2 separate regions of the Sus scrofa genome follow, and region 2 is linked to region 1. Evidence: chromatin contacts called from public Hi-C data. All regions are on one chromosome and are shown on one strand. The core of a region is the stretch at or near the end of the contact, and the rest is flanking DNA. Distances in the headings are between cores, read along the strand shown. Region 1 overlaps DOCK11 (dedicator of cytokinesis protein 11). Region 2 holds the start of IL13RA1 (interleukin 13 receptor subunit alpha 1).

What was found. Hi-C and Micro-C count contacts between places; a contact is called where the count stands out from the background.
Region 2: a Hi-C map of fetal skeletal muscle shows a contact between it and region 1, with 1.7 times the contacts expected there. The contact joins the promoter of IL13RA1 here to the enhancer-like site in region 1. A contact is called at or near these places in 1 of 5 promoter capture datasets (liver), 6 of 47 Hi-C or Micro-C datasets (embryonic fibroblasts, fetal skeletal muscle, heart right ventricle and 2 more) and 2 of 2 datasets of contacts at active chromatin or transcription factors (alveolar macrophages and skeletal muscle).

The regions. Positions count from the first base shown.
Region 1 is chrX:97,220,144-97,227,134 of Sscrofa11.1, forward strand. It overlaps DOCK11 (dedicator of cytokinesis protein 11), which reads left to right. Exons shown (of 54, transcript XM_021080484.1): 42 at 2,748-2,930; 43 at 5,552-5,665. Among named protein-coding and RNA genes, the nearest start is that of IL13RA1, 77 kb to the right of the region's middle. Within about 2 kb of position 4,363, at least 1 of the 83 cell types and tissues checked has an H3K27ac peak or open chromatin away from gene starts, as enhancers often do. A contact at or near this core is called in fetal skeletal muscle, where this site is marked.
Region 2 is chrX:97,297,761-97,303,804 of Sscrofa11.1, forward strand. It overlaps IL13RA1 (interleukin 13 receptor subunit alpha 1), which reads left to right and starts at 3,200. Exons shown (of 11, transcript NM_214341.1): 1 at 3,200-3,278. The coding sequence starts at 3,200.

The DNA.
Region 1 (6,991 bases), core at 3,113-5,612:
GGAAAAGGGTGAGAAACACTGTGCTTTAGCAAAAGTTTCTCTGCAGCATTGGAATTAGGGTGTAGTATGGACTCAGCAACAGATGAGACTGAAGAGGTCAGTGGGGACCAGATGATAGTGTACTCATTGCAGGAGCGAGACGGCGTCTTTTAGGCATCAGGGAGCATCGAAGAAACACAATTGGATTTTTTTTTTTTTGTCTTTTTGCCATTTCTTGGGCCGCTCCCGCGGCATATGGAGGTTCCCAGGCTAGGGGTCGAATCAGAGCTATAGCCGCCGACCTACACCAGAGCCACAGCAACGCTGGATCTGAGCTGCGTCTGCAACCTACACCCCAGCTCATGGCAACGCCAGATCCTTAACCCACTGAGCAAGACCAGGGATCAAACCGGCAACTTCATGGTTCCTAGTCGGATTCGTTAACCACTGCGCTACGATGGGAACTCCGACACAATTGGATTTTTATTAAGAGAGAATTGTTGCAGTTGGGGGAAAATCTCTTTCAAAAGTAGTATAGAAGTATAGTCTCTGCCCTCGTGACGCTTTCAGTCGAATGGGGCAAGGGTGGTGGTGACAGAAAATAGTCGAGTCAATAAAGTCGTACTTGTGACACATTCTAGGACAGAACCAAGGTGCCATGACAGAGAATAATGATTTGTGGGAGTTAGTTTAGATAAGTTTGTCACTTTTTTAAATGAGACCTGAAATATGAAAAGGGGCCCTGCTCTTTGAAAGGTTCAAAGAAGAACATTCCAGGAGTTCCCATTGTGGGACAGCGGAAGTGAATCCGACTAGGAACCATGAGGTTGCAGGTTCAATCCCTGGCCTTGCTCAGTGGATTAAAGATCCAGTGTTGTCGCAAGCTGTGGCATAGGATGTGGATGTGGCTTGGATCTGGCATTGCTGTGGCTGTGGTGTAGGCCAGCAGCTGCAACTCCAATTCGACCCCTAGCCTGGGAACCTCCGTATGCCGCGGTGTGGCCCTAAAAAGCAAGTAAAACAAACAAACAAAAAATTTTAGAAGGACATGCATATGCAAAGGCCTGGAGTTGGGATAAAGCTTGAAATTTTGGGAACTGAAAGGCCCAGTTTAGCTGGAACATAGTGAACCAAGGAGCTCGTTGGCATACCAGTGGTACTTTAAACCATGGGAGTGGTTTCATTTCCCCTGGAGTATGTCCAGGAAGAAAAAAAAGAGCAGTATGTTGGAGAAAAAACACAGAAAGAGTTGGAAGAGGAATCTGTAGAGGGGGTGAGAGGGAGCAGTCACAGAAGTAGAAGGAAAGGCAAGAAAGAAGGGTATCCTGGAAGCCGAAGGAGAAGAGTTTCAGCATCGTGATGAGGTACCGAGTGGTCTGTTAAGATGAAGCGGAGAGGGTGTGCATTGGAATTGGCAGTGACAAGGTCACTGATGATTTTGCTCACTGCCCACGCAGAGAAGTGATTTAGATAGGAAAACTCACTATAGCAGACTAACTACACTACAGCTGTGCCCTCCCTTACACCTTTATTTTCATACTGGAATGTCTTGCCCAACAAGATTTGGTTTAATCTGGTGAAACTATTGAAATTTCTCGGTTGCCAGTTAGGAAATATTTATTAAATGTTCATTATCCACATAGCATTGGGCGTGGTGTTAAGGTGATTAAAAAGAAGAAGATAGATTCCTATAACACAGGTTTAAATTCAATATTGCCAAGAAATCATTTTGAAAGGGTGGCCCTCTAGCTTCATACTCCCTGAAAAACATCCATTGTGGACCCTGAAGTAGCTTACCATGTGCTTGCCTAGACTTGCAAACATGGGAGATTAGAATAAGCCTATGTTTTATGCATAATTTATCTCCCACGAAAGAGACTGAATGTATTCTCAAAGTGCAGCCCCTTGCCAGTTTCAAGGATTAGGTAGCCCCTTTTTTTTTTCTTCTCTTTTTTTTCTTTTGAGGGTCGCCCCGCAGCATATGGAGGTTCCCTGGCTAGGGCAGGTGAAGCTACAGCTGCTGGCCTACACCACAGCCACAGCAACACCGGATCCTTAACCCACTGAGCGAGGCCAGGAATCGAACCTGCAACCTCATGGTTCCTAGTTGGATTCGTTTCTGCTGTGCCACAGCAGGAACTCCTAGATAGCCACTTTTATACAAAGTCTTTTTCGAGGCCAAAATGTATTTTAATCAACACTATGTATGAGTAAAGGGGGCACATGTTTATGCTTGTGTGCATGCATTTCGTCTATACCCCATTTTGTTAAAAGATGAGCTTTATTTGCCGAATAGATTCCTGCTGTCTATCATTTTCTCAGCACTTGGAAGTTCATAATATAAGGAACTATTTAGATATAAAGCAAAAGAGTAAGTAATGCAGCTTCCCATTTTGAAGGCCCAAATTGAGACCTATCAATCATCCTCTGTTTCAGTCATTCATTAATTTAATATATATGATGGAGAACCTACTTAGCTTCTTTTCCAGACCATCGTAAGCTCTTCTTAGATCTGTAGCATTTATGGTCAGTACCTCACACTTTGTAGAAACTTGGATACTGACTTGACTTGTTCTGTCACTGATTCATCCTGGTCTTTCTGGTTGGGACTAGGTTGGCCTCTCTAGAGCAGAGCCCTGGCCTTATGTTGATTTTGTATCCTCAAAGCACCCAGCCTCGTTCTAGGTGAAAATATATAATAGGCCCTCGAGAGAAGATTGATGTTTATGATGGGGTTTTCTGATATTTATATTTTCCCTTCTCTTTAGTTTCCCTCGGCCTTTTTCAAAGGAAGGGTAAACATGTGTGCTGCGTTTTGCTATGAGGTTTTAAAGTGTTGCACGTCGAAGATTAGCTCAACCAGAAATGAAGCGTCTGCACTTTTGTATCTTCTGATGAGAAACAACTTTGAGTATACCAAAAGGAAGACCTTTTTGAGGACACATCTGCAGGTCAGTGGAAACCTGAGTCCCTCCTCTTTCTTCTATTCCATCTTTAGCCTCTATGTCAAGATCTAAAGCTACCCAATCCAATAGAATAGCTATTAGCGACATGTGACCATTTAGCACTTGACATGTGCCTGGTCCACATTGAGCTGTGTCATAAATCTAGAATGCACATTGGCTTTTGAAGACCACATACCAAAAAAGTGAAATATCTTAATTGTTTCACATTGACTGTGTGTTGAAATGATATTTTGAATGGATTTATTGGGTTAAGTAATATACATTAAAATTCACCTCTTTACCTTTTTTTGTGTGTGTGTCTTTTTACCTTTTCTAGGGCTGCTCCTGTGGCATATGGAGGTTCCCAGGCTAGGGGTCGAATTGGAGCTGTAGCCGCCGGTCTACACCACAGCCACAGCAACGCAGGATCCAAGCCGAGTCTTCGACCTACACCACAGCTCACGGCAACGCCGGATCGTTAACCCACTGAGCAAGGCCAGGGATCGAACCCGCAACCTCATGGTTCCTAGTCGGATTCGTTAACCACTGCGCCACGATGGGAACTCCTGTCTTTTTACTTTTAATGTGACTACTAGATGGTTTAAAATTAGGCATGAGGCTCACATCTTATTTCTATTGGACAGCACTGCTCTAGAGCATGGGTGTTAAGAGGGTAGACTCTAGTTCAGATTCCAGGACTGCCGCACAGTGTCTGACCTCGAGCTTGTTACTTCCTTCGTCTCTCAATGCCTCATTTGCCTCCTGTGTAAGATAGTGGAAATATCCCTCTCCACCTCATAGGGTTGTTGTGAGGATTAGACGAGATGATTAAGTAACAAACAAAACACTTGTTAGATATCCCATAACAGGTAATAGTTTGTGTTATTCATGTTTCAGCTTGCCAACTTAGTAAAAAAATGAGAGAAGGAGTTCCCATGTGGTGCAGTGGGTTAAGGACCTGGCGTTGTCACTGCAGCAGCTTGGGTTGCAGCTGTGGCTCGGATTCAGTCCCTGGCCCGGAAACTTCCACCTGCCAAGGGCATGGCCAAAAAAAAGAGAGAGAGAGAGAGACAAGGTTTAGTGGGAAGAATGGACTTTGAAATCAAATTGGACTTAAATTATAGTTCAGCTACTTATTATTATGTGACCCTAGGCAAGTTACGCCATAATTCTTAACTATTTGCCTCATCTGTAAAATTGAGGCCAAGTATGTTTCACCTTGCAGGGTGATCACGAGGGTTGAAAATTAAGTGTGTATAGTGCCGGGCACAAAATGCCTAGTACATAATGGACACTTAGGACATGGCAGTTGCTAGCCAGTGTCTCCATATTTTTTTTTTGATTATTTGATGAAACAGCTGTGAACTGAATCACAGCTGGGACTTCTTGGCTCACTAGCCCTCCTTATAATACGGGAAATGCTTGGTCACATTTCTGTCTTCACTGTCATGCTCTGTCCCATTGGCGTCGTTTATTAGAGACTGGGTTATAGATGGTGAAACAGCCATAAGCAGCTGTTTAGAAATGTCATCAGTAATGTGAAACTCTGAGAGAAGAATATGCTCCGTATAAAAATCTTCTGCGTGGTTACTTTTGGATACTAGGGCCAACATTATATGTTCAGGTGTCTGATATTTGCTTCCATAGAGGTGTCACTTGAGAACCACCTTCTGCCAAACATTTCTGCAGTTAGCGTGCTGGTGTGTCTGAAATTCCCCATTAGGGTCCATTCTTCTGCGTTAAGACCTCAGTTCCCTCAAGTGCTTTATTCAAATATAAATGAATTAATATTCATGCAGGCTTCTGAGTGCTCAATAAACTAGTATTATAATGATTAAGATCTCTTTAATCCTCATAACAGCTCTATAAGGTAGCAGTTGTTATCCCCATATTGCAAATAAGGAAAGTGAGGCACAAGAGAATAAAAATAACTTTTCCAAAGCTGCTCAGTGAATAATGGATAAAGTCAAGATTTGAATCTAGGGCAGTCTGATTCAAGAGCCCGCACTCAGCTCCTATGGCATCTTGCATCTCAGGACCAGCCACTCACACCTCAGCCTGAATCATTTAGGTATTCAACCAAACAAGCCTGAGAGGCGAAAAAGCACCATTACATTGCATTATACTGCTGTCATTACATATTGTATATGCCATTGCATAGATGCTGCTGTCTAAACCAGGTAGGCAGCAGAGAAGGGAGTTGATACGGTGGAGCTGGAAGTTCAGCACACTGAAGTAGACTAGTGAAAAGAGACGAGAAACCATCAGAACAAATGTCATTTATTCCCAGCTTTGCCAAGCATATTGAACGTAGAGACCTGGCCATCATGATATCTGTTCCTTAATTATGAAAATAGTTTTAGATCTGGCTGTGCCATGAGTTTTGTAAAGTTTTTTCATATCTGACCAAGAAAAATCCCGATAAAATATGAAATTAGGAACCTCTGAAGTTGCTATTTCAATAGAATTTAAATCCCTCGTGTACGAAGAAAATAGATTTTGATGGAACTGTGTAGAATCTTTAAAAGAAGCGTTTCATATGAGTGCCTGTGGACTTATAGAATGATGAAAATAAGCAGCTTTTGTTCAAGAGACATTTGAAAAACAGTATTTGCTTCTTCCCACAGATAATAATTGCCGTGAGCCAGCTGATAGCTGACGTAGCACTAAGCGGAGGATCAAGATTTCAGGAGTCTTTATTCATTATCAATAATTTTGCAAATAGTGACAGACCTATGAAGGTATGTTCTCACTTCAAGTAATAAATGGGACTAACGTTCATTGTCGGGGAAGTTTACATTCCTCGAGTTAAACTATTCGTTGGATTTACAACTTCTATGTGGTATAGAATGTATAGGATGTGAGCTTCACCAGTCAAGGCTTTGCCTGGTACACAGCACATACTCATTGTCAGTTAAATGTGTGGATGAGCGACTATACTATGTGTACACAGTTATGACGGGGGATTTGAATTTTTCTAGGCTTTATTTGTATTTATTTATTTATTCACTCATTTACTTTGTCTTTTTAGGGCGACAACTGCGGCATATGGAAGTTCCCAGGCTAGGGGTTGAATCGGAGCTGAAGCTGGTAGCCTATGCCACAGCCACAGCCATGCCAGATCCGAGCCACGTCTGTGACCGTGGCTGCAGCTCACGGCAACGCTGCATCCTTAACCCACTGGGCGAGGCCAGGGATCTAAGCTGTGTCCTCATGGATGCTAGTCGGGTTCTTTACCGCTGAGCCGCAACAGGAACTCCTAGGCTTAGTTTTTAAACTTGCTCAGACAAGGCCTGGGTCCTTTCTTAACAGATGTTATCATTTACAAGATTAATTAAGCATTCAGTTTGGAATTTGAGAAAACCTCACTTTTTAAAGGAGCTAACAGCTGCCTGATCCTTTGCCAACAGCTGAGGAAGGGCACAGAAGGGATTCATTATTTGATGGTTTTCTGAATTTTAAGAATCATCTGTTGGGGCTTGCCAGAGATACTTACTGGCAAACCCAAGTCCAAGGCTGTCATTCTTAGGCACCAGCTGGCTGAGGCCAAGCCCAAGGCTCTGACCACCATTCCTTTTTCCTACCTGTATGCTAAAAACCTATAACATTGGAAACATTCATTTGTTGTTTTTTTACATGGAGATATGTTCTGGTCTGCAGTGGTGCATGTGTACAAGGGAAGAAGAATCCTTTGCCAATAGAGAACTTTTCCTCCCCAGAGGAATCATTCCCATTCTTGGGAAAGGTCATCTTGCAGCATAATTTGACAATTTGTGTAAAATCTGGAAGAAAAAAGCTCACAGTCACAGCATACTTGATGTTTGGGACGTGTCGAATCTATGTACCAAAAAATATTCCCATAGGAATGTAGCTTAGACTGAAAAAAAAAAAAGAAAGAAAAAACAAAAACCAACAACAACAACAAAAAAAAAACCTCACTGAGCAGTGCCAGCCGTTCTCAGGCTGGGAAAGTTTGCTTTTCAGCCAGTTCTGCTGGTTCCTCAGGAGATCAGTATATGCTCCAGCTAATCCCATGAGCACAGAAACAGCTTATGTCATTTCGGATC
Region 2 (6,044 bases), core at 1,950-4,449, 76 kb after region 1:
TTGATGTTTAGGGTCAAGAGGAAACGGAACTGACTACAACAGTTATACTCATGACAGCGGGCAAGGACTACCACGGCCATGCCACCGTGCTTGGTTTTCTTTCTCACAATACTCAAAGTTTCAGGGCCTTTTCTGGAGGCTAATGACAAGTCGCGACCCTTAATTTTCTAATCATTTGCTGCCATTACTGTTCATTTCGTTAAGCACTCGCTCAGTCTATGCCAGACAGTGCCCACGATGGCACTCGGCCAGTCCCCAGGGGCTCCTGTTCCAACTGAAGACTTCTTAAAAGGCAGATGACATAATCATTCGGGAAACATTATTATAAAGTTATTGTATAATGTTTATAGAAAATGTCAACAAGCGTATGTGTGTGGTGACGGGGAGGGAAAGTCTTGGGTTAGAGAGGAGCTGGCCTGTTTGTCGGAGGGATTTAGAAATAACAGTCGTCTCTCTCAGCTCTGCTGGCTTTGATAGTTTATAAAGTGTTTTATTTTGTTCAATAATACACACAGGCAAGGATTTATTCTGAACTTTGAACCACAAGACTCAGTATCTCAAGATTCAGCACAGGCGGGCCTGACTCCTGGAAGCCGCCCCTGCCTCTGCCCCCGCATAAGTTACCCCTTCTTGGTGTCTGCCAGTTCCCCATTCTTGCCTTTGGTTTTTTGTTTGTTTGTCTTGTTTGTTTGTTTTTTTGGTGGGTTTTTTTTTTTCCTGTCTTTTTAGGGCCACACCCATGGCATATGGAGGTTCCCAGGCTAGGGGTCTAATCAGAGCTGTAGCTGCCGGCCTATACCACAGTCACAGCAACGCAGGATCCAAGTCGTGTCTGTGACCTACACCTCAGCTCATGGCAACGCCGGATCCTTAACCTGCTGAGTGAGGCCAGGGATCGAACCCGAATCCTCACCGATGCTAGTTGGGTTCGCTAACTGCGGAGCCACGACGGGAACTCCTGTTCTTGCTCTTGCGATCGCCCCTCATAATGCCTGCAGCTCTTTGTTGGCAGAGCCTGCTTTTAATGAGTGTCTACCAGAGATTCTGGAAGGATGATAAATGTTTATTGTCCTTAAGGACCTTAATTCCAAGAGTGAAGCCTTTGTTTCAGATCGGTTAAACATCCCCATACCTTTTGAGTAGGGTCTAGACTAGGTGTATGATCAGCATTTTTATTGCTCTATTTTTTTTGCAACAGATTTCAGATGTGTACATTGGTTGAATTCAACCAAAATATACCCCAGTCAGTGGGTCTCATCACCTATCCAGACTTGAATCTTTTTTGAGGGGTGGTGACAGAATAATACCCCCTCAACAGTGTCCATGTCTTAATCCGAGACCACTATGAATACGCTGGTTATTTTATATGGCAACAGTGACTTCGTAGGTGTGATTAAGTAAAGGATTTTGAGATGGGGAGATTATCATGGATTATCTAGTAGGCTCCATCTATTTTTTCCTTTAACATTAAAAAATTATATATTTTTAAAGGTTACACTTCATTTACAGTTATTATAAAATATTGGCTATATCCCCAGTGTAGACTACATCCTTGTAGCCTGTTTTATTTATTTATTTCATCTTTTGTCTTCTTAGGGCAGCACCTGAGGCATATGGGGATTCCTAGGCTAGGGGTTGAATTGGAACTGTTGCTACTGGCCTACACCACAGCTACAGCAACATGTGATCTGAGCCGCATCTTCGACCTACACCACAACTCTTGGCAACGCTGGATCCTTAACCTACTGAGTGAGGTCAGGAATACGAACCTGCATCCTCGTGGATACTAGTGGAGTTTGTTAACCACTGAGCCGCGACGGGCAACTCCCTTTGGAGCCTATTTTATACCCAATAGTTTGCACCTCCCACTCCTCCCGTCCCACTGCTAACCACTAGTTCCTTCTGGATATCTGGTAGGTGCAATCTAATTACAAGGCTTCTCAAAAAAGAAAAAGGAAGGCAGGAGGGTCAGAGTCAGAGCAGGAGATGTGCTAAGGGAAGCAGAGGTCTGAGTGGTACAGAAAGGGGCCAAGGAATGCAGTCGGCCTCCAGAAGCTGGAAAAGGCATGGAGACAGATTCTCCCTTAGAACCTCCAGAAGGAAAACAGCTCCAGCCACGCCTTGATTTTACCCTAGTGGGACTTCTGACCTCCAGAACGCTAATATAATAAAACTGGGGTGTTTTTAGTCAATTCGTGGTAATTTGTTACAGCAGCCATAGGAAACCAAGGGTTCCTCTTTTCCTCCATCCCCAGCGACATTAAGCCTCAGCCACCCACCTTCCATCTCTCTATATGTATGAAAAAGCAGTATGTAGAAAGTTGGTCGTGAGCTTTAAAAACATCCCTTTGTGGCGCAACGGGTTCGGTGGCCTCTTGGGAGCGCTAGGACGCCAGTTTGATTCCTGGCTAGACACAGCGGGTTAAGGATCCTGCGGTGCTGCAGCTGCGGCCTAGGTAGCAACTGCGACTTGGATAGGATCCCTGGCCCGGGAATTCCATATGTCGTGGGGCCGCCAAAAAAGGAAACATTTTTAAAAATCCAAGTATATAGTATGGCACTGTCGGTCATATTTACAATTTTTGCTTCCTCCCCCCCCATTATCAACAGATTTCAAATATACTTTTCATCCTGTTTACAAAGCATGCTCCCGCCACATCCCCTCCTCTGGTCTTCCAAGTCCACCCTCTGAGGTCAGACCTGGGATTACTAACTCGGGAGTCAGAGTTTAGGAAACAAGGGCTCAGAGGCCCACGTTTGGAAGCCGCGTCTCCAGACTCCCAGGCCAAGGCTCGTTCCCAGAGAAGGCCCTGCCCGGGGAGCCCGGTGGAATACAGCTCCCCCAGCACGTCCGGGGCTCCGCCGGTCTGCACGGTCCGCTCGGCTTGCAGGCGCGGGGGCCGGGCCGCGACGCGGTCGGGGAAGTTCCGTTTGGCCGGCGATCCGCCTCGGGGCGGGGGACTGGGCTGCGGCAGGGCCAGGTGTTGCGCAGCAGAAGCCGCTGCGGGAGCCACCGACGCCCCGCCCCTCCACCCGCGCCGGCCGCCAGGGGTTACCTGCGGCCGGTGGGCGGGGCGGCCCTTCCCGTCTGCGCCGGCCCCCGGCCTCCAGGGCGGCGGAGCCGGGAAGTGGGAGAGGGAGCGGAGGAGGCGGAGACTGCCGCGGCTGCTGCCCGGCCGGGCTCCGAGCGAGGGGCTGCATGGAGCGGCCGGCGCGGCTCTACGGGCTGTGGGCGCTGCTGTTCTGCGCCGGCGGCGGCGGGCTGGCCGCGCCCGCAGGTGAGTAGTGCGGCCCCTGGGGCCCGGGGCGGCGGGGGTCGCGGCCGAGAGGCCCGCCGGGCCGAGGGCGGCGGTGGGCGCCGGGGGCGGGCTCCGCGATGCCCCCGCGGCCGCCGCCGCCGCCGCCACTCGCGTGCGGCTCGAGGTGAAGGACCCAGAGCGGCGGAGGGGCCGGAGGACGTCCCTTGGCCGTCGGGAAGCGCCGAGGAGCCCGGGGCCGGACCGAAACGAGTCCGTGGCCGCGGAGTCGGGACCGGGCATGTGGCCCGTGAGCCCGGGAGGGGTTGAGGGCCCAGAAGCCCGCGGGGACGGCGACCGAGGTCCCGGCGAGCCGGGGACCCGCCGGGGCTTCTAGCGCAGCGGGTCTAGTGAGGGAGTGAGAGTTGGAGGCAACCTCTGAGGCTCCTAGTTCCTGAAGGAAAAGGACGTGAGGGTCACGGCCTCCTCTGGCGTCCAAGAAATCCAGTGGGAAACCCGGAGCAGCATCCGCGTGGATGCCTTTCTTTAATATTTTCCTTTAAAAAAAAGCAACCTTTATACTTTGGAATAATTTTCAATTTACAGAAAAGTTGCAAACATAGAGCGTTCGTGTATGCCCCTCCCCCCCCCCCGTGCGGCAATTTCAAATTAATCAACCAAGAGTTACTGTGAAAAGTGGGGGCTGATGAGTTGCTCAGGGATGGCTTTTTCCGGACCTTCTTGGTGAGGATAGTAGATCCAAAGTCGATAGGTTTTATTGTCATGTTGACACAAACGCTTCCAGTTTTGTTTATTGCAATTTCACCAGCGTGTTGTACTTTGAAACCCAAGTTGAAATGTTGATTAGGAAACCTCGCTGCCCTGTGTTGATTCAGTCAACAAAACGTGTGCAGAGCCGGCTCACTGCCAGGCTGTGTTCTAGGGGCTGAGAATGCCGCAGATGAGCAAAACAGAGTCCCTGCCCTTTGGTGCTTCTCTGCAGTTGGCAGAGTCTGAGAAAGGGGGGCGGGAGTGAAATATAAGGTATGTCAGATGGCGAGAAGTACTTTGGAGGAAAACAACGCAGAGGAGGGGGCTGCCATTGTAAATAAGGTGGAGTAGGAAGACCTCCACTGAAAAGGTGGCCTTGGAATAGAGACCTGGGGAGGTTTGAAGTTGGTCAGCTAATAATTCAAGTGAGGACTTTCCATTGTGGCTCAGCAGTAACGAACCCAACTAGTATCTGTGAGGATGTGGGTTCAATCCCGGGGCTCGCTCAGTGAGTTAAGGATCTCGCGTTGCCCTGAGCTGCTGTGTAGGTTGCAGACACTGCTCAGGGGTCCCACTTTGCTGTGGCTCTGGCGTAGGCCCTCCGCTGCAGCTCCGATTGAACCCCTGGTTTGGGAACTTCCATATGCCCCAGGGGCAGCCCTAAAAAGACAAAAATAAATAAATAAATAAATAAATAAAAATTCAAGTGCTTTTCTTGTTTAGTACTGAGCCAGGCTCTGTAGGTTCACTTAGAACCTTAGAATGTACAGTGTAATCCTCGCCCCCCCCCCCCAAGTGCCTGTAGTTTACTTGGGGAAATCCAGTTTCCATAATTATATATATAGGGCAGCTGCAGTCCAGAGAAGGGAAAGGACTTGTCTAGGGTCACCCGTCTCATTAGTCTCCTGATTTTCCCAGTGCTACTCCAGCACCCTCCCTGGCACAGACTCCCTCCCACACACACCTGGAACAACACACAGCTGGCCCTCTAGCTAATACTGGCAACCCCCAACTTCATCAGTTTTGTCACAGAGGTTCATTGGTGACTTGGTTACTTAGAATACAGAAACTTGTTTCCCATTGGAAATATTGATAGAATTGCATTGAGGCACGGTGACAGATTTTAAAAAACAAGTCGGGGACTTGAATTTTAGTGGTCCAACATTTCCCAGCTGTGGAATATCAGGGCTGGTCATTTCCTCTCCCTTGTGCAGCAGCTTTTTTATCTGTGACAGGAGGTTGAACTCTCTAAATTCTAAGGGCTCTTCCAGCTCTAATCTTTTGAGTGTTTATAAAAAATGATTTGGTTACCAGCTTAGTTTGGTCTCTTTAGATTGGTAGCCCACACCATGACATGTCTTAAGAACAACTAGGATTTAGTGTTTATGCCAGGCAGCGTACTAAGTTTTCCACTTGCACTGTTTCATTTGATCTTGTTTTTTTTTTTTTTTGGCTTTTTGGCTTTTTGGCTTTTTGGCTTTTTAGGGCCATACCCATGGCATCTGGAGAGGTTCCCAGGCTAGGAGTCCAATTGGAGCTCTAGCCAGCAGCCTATGCCAGAGCCACAGCAGTGCTGGATCTGAGCCGTGTAACCCACTGAGCAAGGCCAAGGATTGAACCTGCGTCCTCATGGATGCTAGTTGGGTTCGCTAACTGCTGAGCCACCACGGGAACTCCTGTTTCATTTGATCTTTACACAGAACCTGTCCATTAGGTGCTGTTATCAGTCCTATTTTGTCTATGAGGAAGCTGAGGCATAGTAAGACCCAGAGCCTTGCTCAGCGTCTCATAGGTGGTAGCTTGGAGGAGCCAGGCTTCCAACCCCAGCAGCCTGGTTCCAGAGGCCAGGCCTGTAACCACTGTATTCAGTGTCTCCCTCTGCAGAAGTGAGGGGAGTCCTTGGCTGGGAGAGGCGCTAACCCTCCCAGCGTGGCCAGGCAGGACTGGTGGGCACCCATGCAGGCACCCATGTAGGCACGGACAGGCCATTGGTATGAAGCAGAATGATCATGAATTGGAGACTTGCTTTATAATCGC